Linked DNA regions of Sus scrofa: all the other regions are linked to region 4. A link is a contact called in public Hi-C and HiChIP or PLAC-seq data. All regions are on one chromosome and are shown on one strand. Each heading gives the region's core, a stretch centred on a gene start, on an enhancer-like site or on the middle of the called end of the contact. The rest is flanking DNA. Distances are from core to core; before and after follow the strand shown. Region 1 overlaps GADL1 (acidic amino acid decarboxylase GADL1). Region 2 overlaps GADL1 (acidic amino acid decarboxylase GADL1). Region 3 has its middle 95 kb from the start of TGFBR2. Region 4 has its middle 74 kb from the start of GADL1.

The links. A called contact is a pair of places that touch in the nucleus more often than the background predicts. HiChIP or PLAC-seq counts read pairs in DNA pulled down with a chosen protein or histone mark.
Region 1: a Hi-C map of skeletal muscle shows a contact between it and region 4, with 3 times the contacts expected there. The contact joins two enhancer-like sites. A contact is called at or near these places in 2 of 47 Hi-C or Micro-C datasets (embryonic fibroblasts and skeletal muscle) and 1 of 2 datasets of contacts at active chromatin or transcription factors (skeletal muscle).
Region 2: a Hi-C map of skeletal muscle shows a contact between it and region 4, with 5 times the contacts expected there. The contact joins two enhancer-like sites. A contact is called at or near these places in 2 of 47 Hi-C or Micro-C datasets (embryonic fibroblasts and skeletal muscle) and 1 of 2 datasets of contacts at active chromatin or transcription factors (skeletal muscle).
Region 3: a contact with region 4 is called in an H3K27ac HiChIP or PLAC-seq map of skeletal muscle. The contact joins two enhancer-like sites. A contact is called at or near these places in 1 of 47 Hi-C or Micro-C datasets (skeletal muscle) and 1 of 2 datasets of contacts at active chromatin or transcription factors (skeletal muscle).

Annotation. Positions count from the first base shown.
Region 1 is chr13:16,940,402-16,944,245 of Sscrofa11.1, forward strand. GADL1 (acidic amino acid decarboxylase GADL1) reads right to left here. Exons shown (of 15, transcript XM_021071494.1): 14 at 324-413. Among named protein-coding and RNA genes, the nearest start is that of GADL1, 110 kb to the right of the region's middle. Within about 2 kb of position 2,425, at least 4 of the 83 cell types and tissues checked have an H3K27ac peak or open chromatin away from gene starts, as enhancers often do. A contact at or near this core is called in skeletal muscle, where this site is marked.
Region 2 is chr13:16,921,819-16,925,401 of Sscrofa11.1, forward strand. The region is part of intron 14 of GADL1 (acidic amino acid decarboxylase GADL1); the gene reads right to left. Among named protein-coding and RNA genes, the nearest start is that of GADL1, 130 kb to the right of the region's middle. Within about 2 kb of position 1,398, at least 10 of the 83 cell types and tissues checked have an H3K27ac peak or open chromatin away from gene starts, as enhancers often do. A contact at or near this core is called in skeletal muscle, where this site is marked.
Region 3 is chr13:16,877,538-16,881,225 of Sscrofa11.1, forward strand. No RefSeq gene overlaps it. Among named protein-coding and RNA genes, the nearest start is that of TGFBR2, 95 kb to the left of the region's middle. Within about 2 kb of position 1,309, at least 3 of the 83 cell types and tissues checked have an H3K27ac peak or open chromatin away from gene starts, as enhancers often do. A contact at or near this core is called in skeletal muscle, where this site is marked.
Region 4 is chr13:17,121,699-17,125,114 of Sscrofa11.1, forward strand. No RefSeq gene overlaps it. Among named protein-coding and RNA genes, the nearest start is that of GADL1, 74 kb to the left of the region's middle. Within about 2 kb of position 1,468, at least 3 of the 83 cell types and tissues checked have an H3K27ac peak or open chromatin away from gene starts, as enhancers often do. A contact at or near this core is called in skeletal muscle, where this site is marked.

The sequences.
Region 1 (3,844 bases), core at 1,175-3,674, 180 kb before region 4:
CACAGACATGTACCAGCAGAGGTGAAGGAAGACGCCATTAATCATACGATACTAAGTATTACCAGATCACATGCTCTCACGTGCACTATGAATAACAATGTCTGATAAATTCTACAACCATCTTGCAAACAGCACAATTATTTTGAATTTGTGTGTGTGTCAAGTACATTGACTTGTTAAATGTAAACAATGCTTAGAACTGTTTGGCATGTCTCTAGACCTTCAAGAAGTTCTTCCAAATACAAAATTATTTATAGGATCAATAGGCAATGGGCGCTGGATCCGTTTCATTGCAGGAAAAATGCAATATTCCTATTACTCACCAAATGAAGTTTTGCCCAGAACTCAGGTCCTTCCTCCATCTCTCTGAGGCTCGGTGGAATGTACCAAAAGCAAATATTGGCATATTCAGGCTGAGGATGAAGAAAATTTTGAAAGTTGTTTTATTTACCTAAGATTACTCTTAGAATGCAATTTAGCTCTTAGCTAATTTCTTTAGGAGTAACCATGTGTGTATTACGTTGATAACATCAGAATCTGATGGATTAGACAGCCAATCTGCCTTTTTTTGGGGGGGTTCTTTTTTTTTTTTTTACTCAAATGAATTTATCACTTCTGTAGTTGTATAATGATCATAACAATCTGATTTCACAGGATTTCCATCTTAGATAACAGCTAATTGGGAAACGTTCTTCTCAGTTGGGTGCACCTAGGGGGCGCTCTTCCATCTGGGTAGGACATGAGCCAAGAATAAACATAATGAGGTTTGAAGGGGACTCAGTGTGGCTGTGACCTTCAGTTAGCCCCTGATACACAGATACCCACGATGCCCTGGCTTCTCCGTCTTCAGCCCTGACCTTATCTCTCACACACCATCATCCTTCCAATGATTTCTTTTCCACTTAAGGTAGCCAAAGCAGTCTTCTATTACCTGCTACACTTGACAGATGCAAAATCGCCCATTACCCGAGTTGATAATATACGACATACGTGGGCTTCACTTAACTAGTCCTGTTGTGACCATGGTCATACATTTCAGAATGAAAAAAAGAGCATCATTTCACTCCTAACTCTCAAGTATCAGTATCAGGAAGGGTGTGTTGGCTAGAGGGCTTGCCTAGAATGTAGACTCTCAGTCCCTGGGCTCAGAGTGCTGAGTCTGATTCAGTCCATCACAGAAATGGCTGGAGAACTGGCATTTTAAGAAGCATCTCAGTGATCCTGAGGTGAGTACTACATGGTCTATGTTTGAAAAACTCTGGTCTAAAGTGGCCATAGCCCAGTCATCTTCTCTAGTAATCTGTTTTTCTATCCAATTTGATTAAATGTGGGATAAAGTTCCAGAATAGGCTTCAGTGCAGCTATTGTCACACAGACAAGGGGGTCATCTCCATCACACCCTCCACCTCACTGCACGTAAACACAGGGCATGCCAAAGGCCATCACAGACTTGTGATCAGTGACCAGGTGAGTGGGGGCATTATGCCAGGGGTTATGACTTAGATACACAGAACTGTATTCAGGAAAGCCTATGGGTCATGCCCACCCACTCAGCACCTTCCTCATCTGATGCTTAGTGCTGACAGTATTTGAAATGACTTCCATTTATCCACCACAAACACAGTTTGTAGGTAATAATCAGTGTTATCAATAACCAACAGAGTTATGCTCCAGTGTCAGTATACAGTTTCAAAGTATTTCAGAGAGAGGAAACAGCTATCATCTCATATCTTAAAATCAAAACTGGTACTATAGAGAGTTTTGATTTCAGTGGATTTTAAATTACAAGTGATAGTCCAGAAACATTCCCAGCTCAACAAGATAAGCTCTTGATCTGATCATCCTTTCACCTGTGAAGTCTGTGATGTGCCTACTGAATTTGACCAAAAAAAAAAAAAAAAGAAAAAAAAAGGAGCTACAAATCTTCAAAACAAAGAGTAGTTCAAAATGGAGTACTATGTATTTCAACTCAATTTCCATAAACATTTATCATGAGACAACAAGAGTGTTTATAAATCTACACAATTTACACTTGGTTTTCTAATTTATGATTAATTTGCTTTATCTAGAATAGAATGTCCTGGCCTTCAAATTAATCATTTAATGTGAGCAAATCTTTTCAAATAAAGTAACTATGGTTGATTAGAATGTAGAAGGAAAACACAGTTATTTTCTGTCACTAGATTCCAGAAATTTGTATCTTTATGTCAATGAAGATTTTTTTCCAGATACCGTTTAAGTCATTATCATTTGTTACCTCTCAGCCATGGTTACCAAATCCACCCATTCTTTATGTCCTCCAGTAATGGAGGTGGACTTTACATAAAGATTTCTCCTTACTGTCTGGTCCAATTGGAGACTTGATCAGCAGAGGGTGCTGGAGGGATGTGGAGAAGGAAGAGACTCTTTCTGGCCCTATGTGCTCACTTCACAGGCCTCCTGCAATAGGCAGGGCTCTTTTCACCAGCACTGTGAACCAGCTGCAAGTGGGCCCCTGATAGCCTCCCCATCACCATGCCCTGGGATGGCCTCACAGCAGCCTGGCCACAGGTGGGTGCCCATAATGGTTTTTTCTTGCACACTCTCCTCAGGGGAGTGCACAGGGGAGGGCTGCCAGGGAGGCACCTTGCCTGGGTGGCTTGAGTGAGTTCCGAGATTTGGCAGTGCCCTAAAATTGTGTCTTCTAGTGCTCTAGCAGGTGGATTCTTAGAGACCCCACCGGTGTGACACCTCAGTGGACTTCCTGCCATCTCATGAGCCACAGTGAACCCATCCCCAAACAAGTCTGATCTCAGCCTGGGAGACTGGCCCCTTCCCCAGATGCTCCATCCCAGTTCTAGGAGTGATGACTATTCTCCATGGTATGTGCTAACTGCTATTTTTAGGGTCTCTCTTCTATGAGGTGATCTCTCATGACTCCAACTCCCTGTTAATAATTCTTTTTTAAATATGGAACTCTTTACAAATTCGCATGTCATCCTTGCACAAGGACCATGCAAGGTCTTTTTTACATCCCTCTAATTTTAGTATACGTGCTGCTGAAGCGAGCATGATAATTCTTTACATTGCGCTTTCCCATTTCAAATTACTGTGCAGTTTTTGCCTTCTATGGGACCCTAATACATCATTAAATTAGCCATTCTTTTACATTTATGTGGTAACATTATTAATAATTTTGCCACAGTTTCTATCTGCTACCAGATATGCTCTATAAGTTAGCACCTAGACCTTTTGAACCATCTTTTAAATGTTCTTCTTTATAAGTTTCAGTTCAGATATTTTAGAAGTGACAACTCTGTGATTTTTTTGGCCCATTCTCTTTTAGAATGGGATGGCTCCAGTGCTATGACATTTAAAAACTGGTGAAGAAGCCCTTTCAATACTTCCATTTCAGTGGTGGAAATCTGGTGCTCTATTTTGTAGAATACCTTTACTACAGTTATTCCTAAAATTATTAAAATTGGAAAAAACATCCCTTGAATGTTCATAAGGAACATATTTGAGTTTTTTTCCCTGTCTCTTTGTCTCTGGAGCTTGTTATGTTATACAGACTTTTTTCAAGAGGCTTTAATGTACTAAAGTGTATTTTCAGGGTAGAACTGTTTACATGCCACTTAATTCCTACATAGGTGAAAGCCTGACCTGTTGGGCGTCTTTGGACCACATTTAGTCCATGCTGTCTGACACCATACACTGAGAACGCATAAAAAGGACCCAAGTCTCTGGACCTGATAAAAGACAGAAAGGGGTACCTAAAAACAGCAACAATAAAAGCAATGCCACAATCTTTAAAAATTCATAGAAAAGTAGAGACGTGTCACTAAAGAAAAGATAGGTTCATTTT
Region 2 (3,583 bases), core at 148-2,647, 200 kb before region 4:
AGGAGTTACTGTTGTGGCTCAGTGGTAACAAATCTAACTACTATCCATGAGGATGTGGATTTGATCCATGGCCTCACTCAGTGGGTTGAGGATCCGGCATTGTCATGAGCTTGGTTACCGACGCAGCTGGAATCCCACGACACTGTGGCTGTGGTGTAGCCAGAAGCTGCAGCTCTAATTCAACCCCAAGCCTGGGAACTTCCATATGCTGTGAGTGTGGCCCTAAAAAGACAAAAAAAAAAAAAGTGCCTAAGGACTCCCTCTTTTCCTACTAAGAGAAAGTAGAAGCTCTCAACTGTACACCAGCACTCACACAGACCACCCCAGGCTGACCTTTCAGGGCTGCTTCCTGTGGGTGAGCCATGCTGCTTCACTGCCGAACTCCAATCCTGACAACTCACAGGGGCACCATGCCCAGGCCAGGCCGCAGAGGCCCAGCACCGTAACGGAGACATCACTGAGCAGGAGGGAGCTTCACAAATGCCCAGGCGGCATGGAGCCAGCAGCAGCAGATACATAGGGATTCATCACTCCTTGCACACACACAATCTCGCTATGTCAAGAGGCATTTCTTTTCATTTCATCCTTTGATATAATATTTTCATGCACCATGAAAACAACACAGAATCTGATTATACTAAGAACTGCATTTAAATCCTGGCTCCACCTCAATCCTACCTAATTAACTGATCTGGGCCTCGGTGTCTTCATATGTAAGATGGAAATGATCATAAGAATGAAACTGACTTGATAGGATTCTTAGGAAAGTCAGCTGAGACTGTGGATGTAGAAACACTTTTCAAGCCATAAAACACTCTGCAGTGTATAAAGTCATAAGGAAGGGTGTCTCTGTGGTAGAATGGTTGCAATACAGTGCTCACATTATATCCTTCTGCCACACTCTGCAATGTCATTTTCAAGTTCTTCCCATCAGCAGTGGTGGAGTCTGTTCCTCCATCACACCTCCTCTCCATTCTGTCTGGCTTTGCAATTTGCTCTGGTCTATAAAAAACAGCACAAGGGATGATGTGCTAGTTCTGAGCCCAAGGAGTCTTGCAAACTTTCACTTGCTCTCTTGGAACCCTACCACTGCCAGGACAACGAGCCCAGAATAGCTTGATGAGGATTAGAGGCCATTTAGAGGATGGCTCAGTTGTCCCAGTGGTGGCCATGCTAGTCCAGCAAACACAGTCATGATGAACAGAGCTGCCTTCCTGCCCCATAGCTGGCTGTTGGTGTAACAGGGAGCCCGGCCAAGACCAGTGCAACCATCCAGATCATCCGGAAATTCATGAGAATTGATGATTGCTTTTTGTTTTAAGCCACTGGGTTTGGTTGGTTTGCTATGCAGCAATCACTAATTGATCCAGCCTGACAGCTTCCTGCCAGAATCCTTGGGAAGATGGCCAGAAAAGAGGACTCACGTGGTCAGAAAATGTGTGAGTCAACAGCAACTGCATGGTACAGCTTTTCCCTTCGGCTTCCTGAAGCATTTCCAGCCTGGTTTTAGCCACAACTCCTGGCTGACCTCAGGATTAAGGCTGAAAGATTCTGATCTCAGCAGAAAGCCTACCCTGAGTTTACGGGACACCATGTGAAGAGATGTGCTTCTGTTTCCAAGATGCAATCTAAAAAGAAAATAAGAAATGGCCCCCTGGATCCCATCCCTCTTTAAGTATGCTGCCCCATTAAAGAGCCAAAGATGCAGGAAGGTCTCTTTTAAATATAGCTTCTGAAATCAACCTCCCAGACTGACATTTAAAAACCAGCTGATACAGGAAAGCATAAGGGATTAGTTAGCAAAAGTGGAAAAGGGAATAGAGCAGAGGCTAGATCATCAGAAGCCTATAAATATCATAAATACTCAGAACAATCTGCATGGCAAGTGGAAAGGTAATAAAGAAAGAAATGAAAAGGTAAGCCATCAAAGTCTTCCTTATGACCAGCTGTGCCCTTGCTCACAGAGCACTGGCCATCATAGCCAAGGCTAATGTGATGCCCTTTGTGAATATTCCAAGGGTGATCACAGGGCCATGAATAAATGTTTCCCTACATTTCTGCCTTGTGGTTAACATGTTCTTTATTTCCTAGAGCTGAACCTCCCCCACAGAGTATGCACAGGCATGAGAAGAGGGCCCAGGACTCCAATCATCCAATATGTCTCATGATTATAGTTTAGGTTCACAAGTTACAAGGACATGAAATTCTACAGCTTCTAAAAATACATCCCTGCCCTTGATTAAAGGGCTCAATTTTCAGACTGCAACTTCTAGATACCCTTCCCTCTTTCTTCTTTTTTATCAAAATATACCAGCAACTAAGTTGCTCAAACTGCCAGTAAATCAGCAAAAAGTGAGAAAGAGCATCTGAGGTTAGGATGAGAAGGCCAGGTTTGTTCGCATCAACAATGACTGCAGATACCATTTATTGAGCACTGTACCATGCACTGAGTGCCACCACGTACATTCACTATCTCAAGTTTATCTTCTCAACAATACCGTGAGTCAGGTATTATTAAATCCATTTCACGGATGAGCCTTGGCAAGAGACAGCAGCCTGTCCCAAAAGTCTCATAGAGCCAAGAGCAAAACTAAGTCCGGGTGAGACCAAAGCACTTCTCTCCCCAAACCACACGAACCTTGTTTGACTTCAGCCAACATTCTTTGCATCTGAACATGTTACCACATGGAAAGTGTTGTCAGCTACATGAAATAAATGTTTCATCTTCCTGAGGGTATGTCTTTCCTTGGCAGAGGCTGGTCCAGCTCCTTGCTTAGCTCCTCTTGGCTGACAACTTTTCTCGGCGCCACTCTGCAGTCTCTCTCATCTTTGCCTTTTGTCAGAGCTCCATTACCTACACTTTGCATTTCATCCTTTTCACTCCCTTCTCTTTACTAAGAGCCACAGTGCCTGGGATCAAGAACTTCAGGGTAAGACTAGCTCTTTCACAAACTAACTAGTTAACATGAGTTATTGAACAATATCTTACCTTCAGAGAAAAGACTAAATGATAAATGCGTAGGTCTCCACGGTTATCCCATTCAAGACTTCATTCCATAAAGCGAGGCTCCTTCCCATGTGCTTGCTGATTTACAGTTTATGAGGTACATCCATTAACAGAATCCTACACCATCCTTGCCACAAGGCGGCATTTTCCAACTCCTGGTACCAATGCCACCATCTCAATGAAAGCTTCCCTGAGCTTCCCACAGAAGACATTAGGGGTTGACTCAGCACCAATCCAACCTCCTTCTAAAAAAGTCCCTTCCTATACTGAAGAGTCCTATGCATTTCCAAGACTCCCTTGCAGCTAGGGTATCTGAAGTGATTGAAGGTTAGCCAGTCAGAGGCAGGTATATAAGCTGTCATTTCAGAACTGATTTTAGTGAGCGATGAGGAATAATGATAAGGATACAGTTTTGCTGGGAAGGTAATGGTGGGGCAGCTGGTTCTAGTTCCTGTATCTCTTATGGCAGGTTCACAATTCAACAGGGCACTTCAGACTGGGGCAAGAGCAGCAGCCCCCTGTGAGGCCCAGTTCTTGGGCAGAGCTTTGAAACATGTGTCTTTTTAGCCCTCCAAA
Region 3 (3,688 bases), core at 59-2,558, 240 kb before region 4:
AAGAACCTGCCCTGTGAGAGACCAATGATCTGGGAGAACTTCCGTTTGCTGACCCGCTGTGTCATTCGACTGACTCCTCCACTAGCTCTATGAGGTAGGTACTATGCCCATTTTACAGATGAGAAAAACTGCTCAGAGGACTCCAGAAGATGCCTAGGGTCTCACAGAGGTAGACTCTGCTTGCAAAGCCATATTGTCCTGGAGCCCAGAATTTGGAATAACAATTTGGAAGATTGCTTGGTTCTTTTCTCTAATTAATGTTGTCTCCTGAGGGACCTGGGTGTACCGCACCACCATGAATGTGTCCTACCCCATTCACATGGCACCAGCATTGTTCTCTTCTACCTCCACCCCACATGGGGCTGTTGCCTGATGCGGACAAATGAGGCATAATCTCAGCCTTGTTGCCCAGCTGACTTCCCATGCATATAAGAAATGCTGTCTAAATTTTTGCTGAGAGTACAACTGGAAGACGAGTGAATAGTGTTATCTAATGTGTGAAATGAGCTTAGTCTTTCAGATGGATTCAGATCTCGGATCGTGCCAAACTTTAAAAACATTATTTTAGTGGGTTTGTTTTTTTTTATTTTAACACGTACTAGAAAAAAAATAAACACATTCAGCCTTTGCTTGAAATATAGCTGATTTTAATTATAGCCAAATTGACTTTTTTTTACTGCATTAAGTAGATAACAGTCTTTATTTCTGGCAACCGCAGGAGCTGGGAGTATGAATGACAAGGTTAGTGTGCTTCCCCTAAAGAAGCAAATCCTTGTGAATCACTAAAATTTCTGAAGCACGGGAAGCACCAAACACCATCTTCTCTGTTTTACCATCTTTTAAAATTTGTTTTAATCATCACTACCAACCTACGATATAGTCTTACTTCTGTATTAGAAGCAAGGAAAAAGAGGCAGGGAGCCAAATGTTCCCTGGGTATTAGTAAAAGCCCCACAGTGAGCAGTCTTAAGGCCAGGATTTGAAATGAAGCAGTCAGACTTCAGAGCCTCACTCTGACCTTGAGCACAAGGTGAGGCCAGAGTTGGAGGGCAAGGTGGAACCCTGGAATACTTGGGGGTCTAATTCCTTAGCCTGAAATGCAGATGGGGAAGGTGCAGTTTGCACTGGAGGGGCGAGGAGTGGCCATCAGGGAGCCCAGGAAGCAAAAGTCATTTCTCAAAGGCATGTGAACTCTGGGCTCCAGCCCAAGTGCTCCAGCCAGAACAGGAGCCAAGATGTTCTGACCCCTCTTGCAGGCTATGTTTTGCCTGGGTTCTTTCAGTTCTGGCTGCTGCAAAGTCAGGAGCATTCCTGGTTGGCAGTAAGTCTCTAAGCACACTTGGCAGGGTCTTGATCCTTGCACCATCAGCAGCTCTGGATGCAGGCACTCCTGGTGCCTGGGAGTTTCTAGTTGGCAGGGGTGGGTTTTGTTTTAAGCTCTCTATGCAAATGACACACTAATAGTCCAGTCCTGAGGGAAATCCCTTCCCAAGGTGACAGAGAACTTTTCCTGTATGCAAGCATGCCCATCCTTTTTCACAAAAGTCACCACAGTTGGCATTTGCAATTTTGTTCATTTTCCTCCCGAAATAGGCTGCCTAATTGTTACTTATCACATTTCTAATTAGTTTTTTTTTTCACTTGAATAATTATAGCTCCACACACTGAGTTTGGGGCCATGGCTTTTGGGCCTACTTTGCAAAGTATGCAGATAAAGACAAGATTGTGAACTTTCCCACAACATGGCCTGCCAATCAGCCTCACAGAGTGTAATTTAACTCTAATACACCTCTTGATCTTCAGTGCATTTAAAAATAGCTTGCTAATAGTCTTCCTATTTGAATTAAGCTAAAATTGCACATGGTGTGAAATGTGTGCTCTCTCCCTCTTGTCTCTACACACACACACACACAGGCACACACATCCCTGATCCTGAAAAGGCACTCCACGTGCGGCTTGTGCAGCAAAACACTTTGAGATTGTCCTCAAATCTTCCCCATCTCGTGTCTGCAGTATAAACAACAGAATAATGGTAGCCTTGGGGCCAGAGGGTCATCAAAAAGGATAAAATGCCTCAAAATCATGTTTTGTCTGAATATCCATAACAAAATCCTTAAAATTGGGACCTCTGGAGTCAGGCCTCCTTGGTTCAAATCCTAACTCTGCATTGACTGTCTGACTTGATGTAAGCCTTTTAACCGTTTTATTCCTTTGGTTTCCTACCATGTAAAATGGGGTAATGGTAGACCCTCCCTGGGAGAGTAGTAAGAATTAGTATAAAAACAGAGCTACTGTTTTCAAAGTGGTTAGAACAGAGTGCATATAAGCATTATTATATCTGCTTCCAAATGAAGTTGTATTGTTGTCATACTAAAGACATGATATTCCCAAAATCTTTGGATAAAACAGACTCTTGAGGGAGCTAAGCCCTATTTCCCTGTAACTGTAAAGAGACCACCCTTATCCTTGAGAGGCTGGGTTGTCAGTGTGCCTGGTGTGGCTGTGGTGGTACATATGGAGCCCTGTGGGACTAGGAGTCTTGGGTCTCACCCAAGCTCCTCCATCTACCACTTCTTCTTCCATTATTGCTCTTTTGCCCTATCTGGACTCTCCCTATCCTGCCTACATTAGAAAGCTGGAAAAACTCAGAGGAGATAATAAGGAAAAACATATGTGAAAAAACACTAAGTATTATTAATGCCAGCTATATTTATTAGCTCTTTGTTTGAAATGGATATGTACACTGAGAACTTTGCTTGAACATTAGACCTGCATTTATTAGTTTATATATATATATTCTTTATGTATGTTTTTAGAGCTGTTTTCTATATGTGTTTATATGTGTATTGGTGTGCCTGTGTGTGTAACTGTGATAAACTCACTAGTTCACTATTCTGGAATTTTTTTTCAGAATTAAATCAACCAGAAGGATATCTAGAATCTTATTTTTGAGAAGCATCTATGGATGCAGTAAAACATAATATTCTAATTAAACTGTACTGGTATCAACATCAGGTTACAAACTTGGGTGTGCAAATAATGTCACACATCTTTTCTATAGATTTATTTATTTGTGATCCTGAACCCCTATCCTACAGAGCTGTGGGAAATTCAGCCCCTTATTCTTGGGACAACCTTTCCTACTAATTTTCAAGCTTTCTGGTTGTTCTAGGTCTTGTGCAGTGAGAACAATGGGATGGGAATTAGAGAGTTCTGGCTCTCAGTTCTCCATGAAGTCTGATGGCCCCTGAGATGCCCATTTTCCTGTGTATGGGTTTGTTCAGGTCTGCCTGTCCCTCTGGTTCCTTGTCTTGTAGGGCACTTCGTATGATTTGGGTGAACCTCAGTGCCTGGGGCGTATATTTGCTTCCCTGCTACTCCCATGGGATACTTGCTTACCACCCACTGCACCCACAGTCCTTGCCTGGGAGCACTACGCAGGGACCCTCTGCTCCAGAGATCAACACTCCATTAAATCCTAGGGTTTCTGATTCTCCAGCGTTTCCTTTGCTTAAGCTCTGATCCTGCCATTTTCTCATAAATGTTCATCGCCTATCAACTTGGAACCTGAGTCGTTAGCAACCAAATAACTGGTTTACTTAATCTGCTGATTTCAAAAGGTGAAATTCACACACTACCAAGTCAGTAACATTGGTACTTATTTGATCTCATTTAGAAATCATTCTTC
Region 4 (3,416 bases), core at 218-2,717:
ACAAACTCATGGAAATGGAGAACAGACTTGTGGTTGTCGAGGGGGAAGGGGAGGGAGTAGGATGGACTTGGAGTCTGGGTTTAGTATATGCAAACTATTGCACTTGGAATGAATGAGAAAGGAGATCCTGCTGTATAGCACAGGTAACTATATCTGATTATTTGTGATGAAACATGATGGAAGATAATATGAAAAAAGAGAATGTATATGGATATATAGCTGAGTCACTTTGTTGTGCAGCAGAAACTGAAATACCACTGTAAATCAACTATAATTAAATTTTTTTTAAATGGGGAAACTATAGAGAAAATGAACAACAACAAACTCAGTGTCATTCTGGCCTCTAAAGACAGAGAGAGGAGCTCATACAAACTGAAGGGTTAAGTGCCAGTTACCTTCCACAACTTATCTTATGCACTTCACTCTCCCATTTGAGCATTCTACACCAAAGCATTACTTTGTCCATTTGGTGCTATAGCTGCTGAGGCTCAGAGCCTCACAGTAAATGGCAAAGCCATGCCTTGGGAATTCACCTCCTGTAAAATCTATGTGCACTCTTTCCACTATGCAATACTGCCTCTTATGATCTTGAAAACTGATAATAATAACAGCAGCATTTAGAGTAATAATAGTATTTATTAAGAGTTTTTCTATGTGCTAGTAATAAATCTAAAGGTTCTATACCTTTATCTATACTTCTATATCTATATCTAGAATTGTATTTATAACTAGATACAGATATATAAAAAGCCATTTAATCTTCATGACAACTCCAGGAGGTAAATACTATTTTTGGGCTACAGCCACAGCATGGGAAAGTTCCTGGACCAGGAATTGAACCCATGCCACAGTAGTGACAAGACCAGATCCTTAAGCAGGCCATCAGGGAACTCCAAGAGGGTAAACACTATTATTATCCTCTTTAAATAGGATACAACTAAGGTACAAAGAGGTTAAATAAGTTTCTCAAGGGCACCAAGCTACAGAAGTCATTTGATGATAATTCTCCTAAAACTCACCCAACAATGCTAGCAAGAAAAAAAGGCTAAGAAAATTTTGCAAACCTTGCTTTCAACATCAGTACTCAATCCAACTGTGACTGTAAAGTACTGAGCCCTTCAAACTCTCCAAACTCATAAGACTTCAGCAGTTATGGTATGTGGGGAAGGGCTAGTTATGGCAAACTCTGATTTGCAAGATCAATGAGAATATTATTATTTATCCTTTTAAAAATTGTGGATTAGTATGATGGAAAAAGGCTCTGACAGCTTCTACAGCAGGAAAAGCAACACACCATGCCTGACATTGTGAAACACACATGTGAAACACATTGCGAAAAGGTGCTGAAGAAAGTGGTGCTTGAAGCCAGGACTGGAATTGACGATGGAAAAGCAGGGCCTACCTCTTAATCAGATCTACTTCCAAGCAGCAGCCAAGCGTCAGGGCTCCCATTTCACCGACATATGCAAGTTCTTAGCTCGCTAAGTACCCGCAGGGCAAATGCAAGCGTGGAAATGCGAACTGGGTCCAGCTCTGCCTCATACATCATCAGCACAGCTGTCGGCTGAGTTTTCACTGAAGAACTTTTACTCGTAAGAATGCAATCAGAACTGGAAGAGAACCAGAGAGTCTCTCCTTCTAACACCATTTTTACATGCATTTATTTATATTACATATACTCACAGCCGTGTTAAATAAAAGCTGGAAGTTTTCCAATAGCAAAGGGAGATGATTTGAATAACTGGTGCTGTTTACCAATTTAAACTTGTATAGGTTACAAGAAACCATTTGCACCCTCATTTCAAAGTCACTCACTTCCTGACCGCATCTCAATCTGAAGGTGTAGTCTCAGGGGGCTCCTCCCTTCCCTTTCCCTCAAAGCCAGCCAGGCTCAGCCATGTGTCTTCAGGAAGGAGAATTCTTGGGGGGTCTCTAGCAGGGGTACCTTCCTACTTGGTGCTCTGACACGCCCTATTGGCAGGTGAGAGTAGCCAGATCACATCCTCTCCATGGGTGTCCAGTCTCGGGGCCCAGCCCTCACATCATCAGTGGGATTCTACACTTCTTGGACTCCATTATGCTGGATGAAATTGGTTTCTTGAGTGCCTTTTCTTATCAAAGTAGAGACAAAAGACTTCTAGTTTTTCCCATCTCTGCTTTTATCCCCACTTTATCAAATCCACATTTTCTGTTCCTTAACATCTTAGAGACAGTCCAAATTTTTTAGTCAGTTTTCATTATTAAAATTGGTCTGAACCAGTTTTAAATTTCCATCTTGTGTGCACTTCAAAGCTCTGTACCCCCCTAGCCCCCAACAGACTTGTGGCTGAAGGCACAGAGCACGTGTATTGGGGGGGTATGCTTACACATACCACTTCCCTCCCTCCTGAGTTCCACCTCTTCTGAGGTTCTTGGGTTAAGGAACAGAAGAAGGCAGCAGGAAACATCATCACTCCCCTCATCTCAGAGACCCATTTCTTCTTGTTGGCCATGGCAGTTTCTTTGGACTTCACATTCTGAAGCTCAAGACAGTGTTTCAGGCCTCCAAATACTTATTACAAGCACATGTGCAGATTCTCTCCAGAACCTTGAGGTCCCTCCTGACCCCACAGTTCCCTGAAGTGGGGGTCCAGCTCTATCTCCACTCTTCCAGAGCCTCCTAGTCCCCTGGCCTTTGATGGTGGGATCCCCTTACCTAGCAGGCAGCCCCAGTTGGTCTATCAGGACACCAGCTTAAGTGCAAGTACCTTGTGAGACATTCCCTCTACCTATAGGCTCATCTTTGCCAAACTATGGAAGTAGCAAGCTTCCCTGCCTCCCCTCCCTGTGCTCCCAGCTCTGTTTCTCCCGCTCAATGGACCCCTTCCTGCATCTGCTCTTTCACAAGTGCCTTCAGTTCAAACTAATCAATGTCCCAAAGCAGCAAGTTTTGGCAGCATGATCTGAACCCCTTCAGATCACAGTTGCAGGGAACTTCAACCACTCACACAGACATTCCCAACCACCGCTATGGGTACTCATGCTCACACCGGATTTGATCTGTCTGACCCCAACAGACCATATATAAACCTGAGCATCTGAAAGCCATCAGACAATAGCCCTGTAGGAGACCCAAAGCAGGAGTGCACCTCCCACCACAAAGCAGCCAGGGCAGAAGGGACACCAGGCAGCAGTAAATATGGCAGCTGGAACACAGCATGGACTGCATTCTGTGGGCTGAATGCCTCCAGTTTTGATCTGTTTGTACTCAGTCCCAACCCTCTGCACATTTTTCTCCTGCTGATCACCACAGTGGGTCACTGGATCTGCCCAGTTCCCCTTGGATCCCTTTTACTGTTTCTGGGTGTCCCTCTCCCAACTTCTGTTTGAGTTGGCTTTGAACCATCTGCACCTGTAACTGACTCTGGACGACTGCT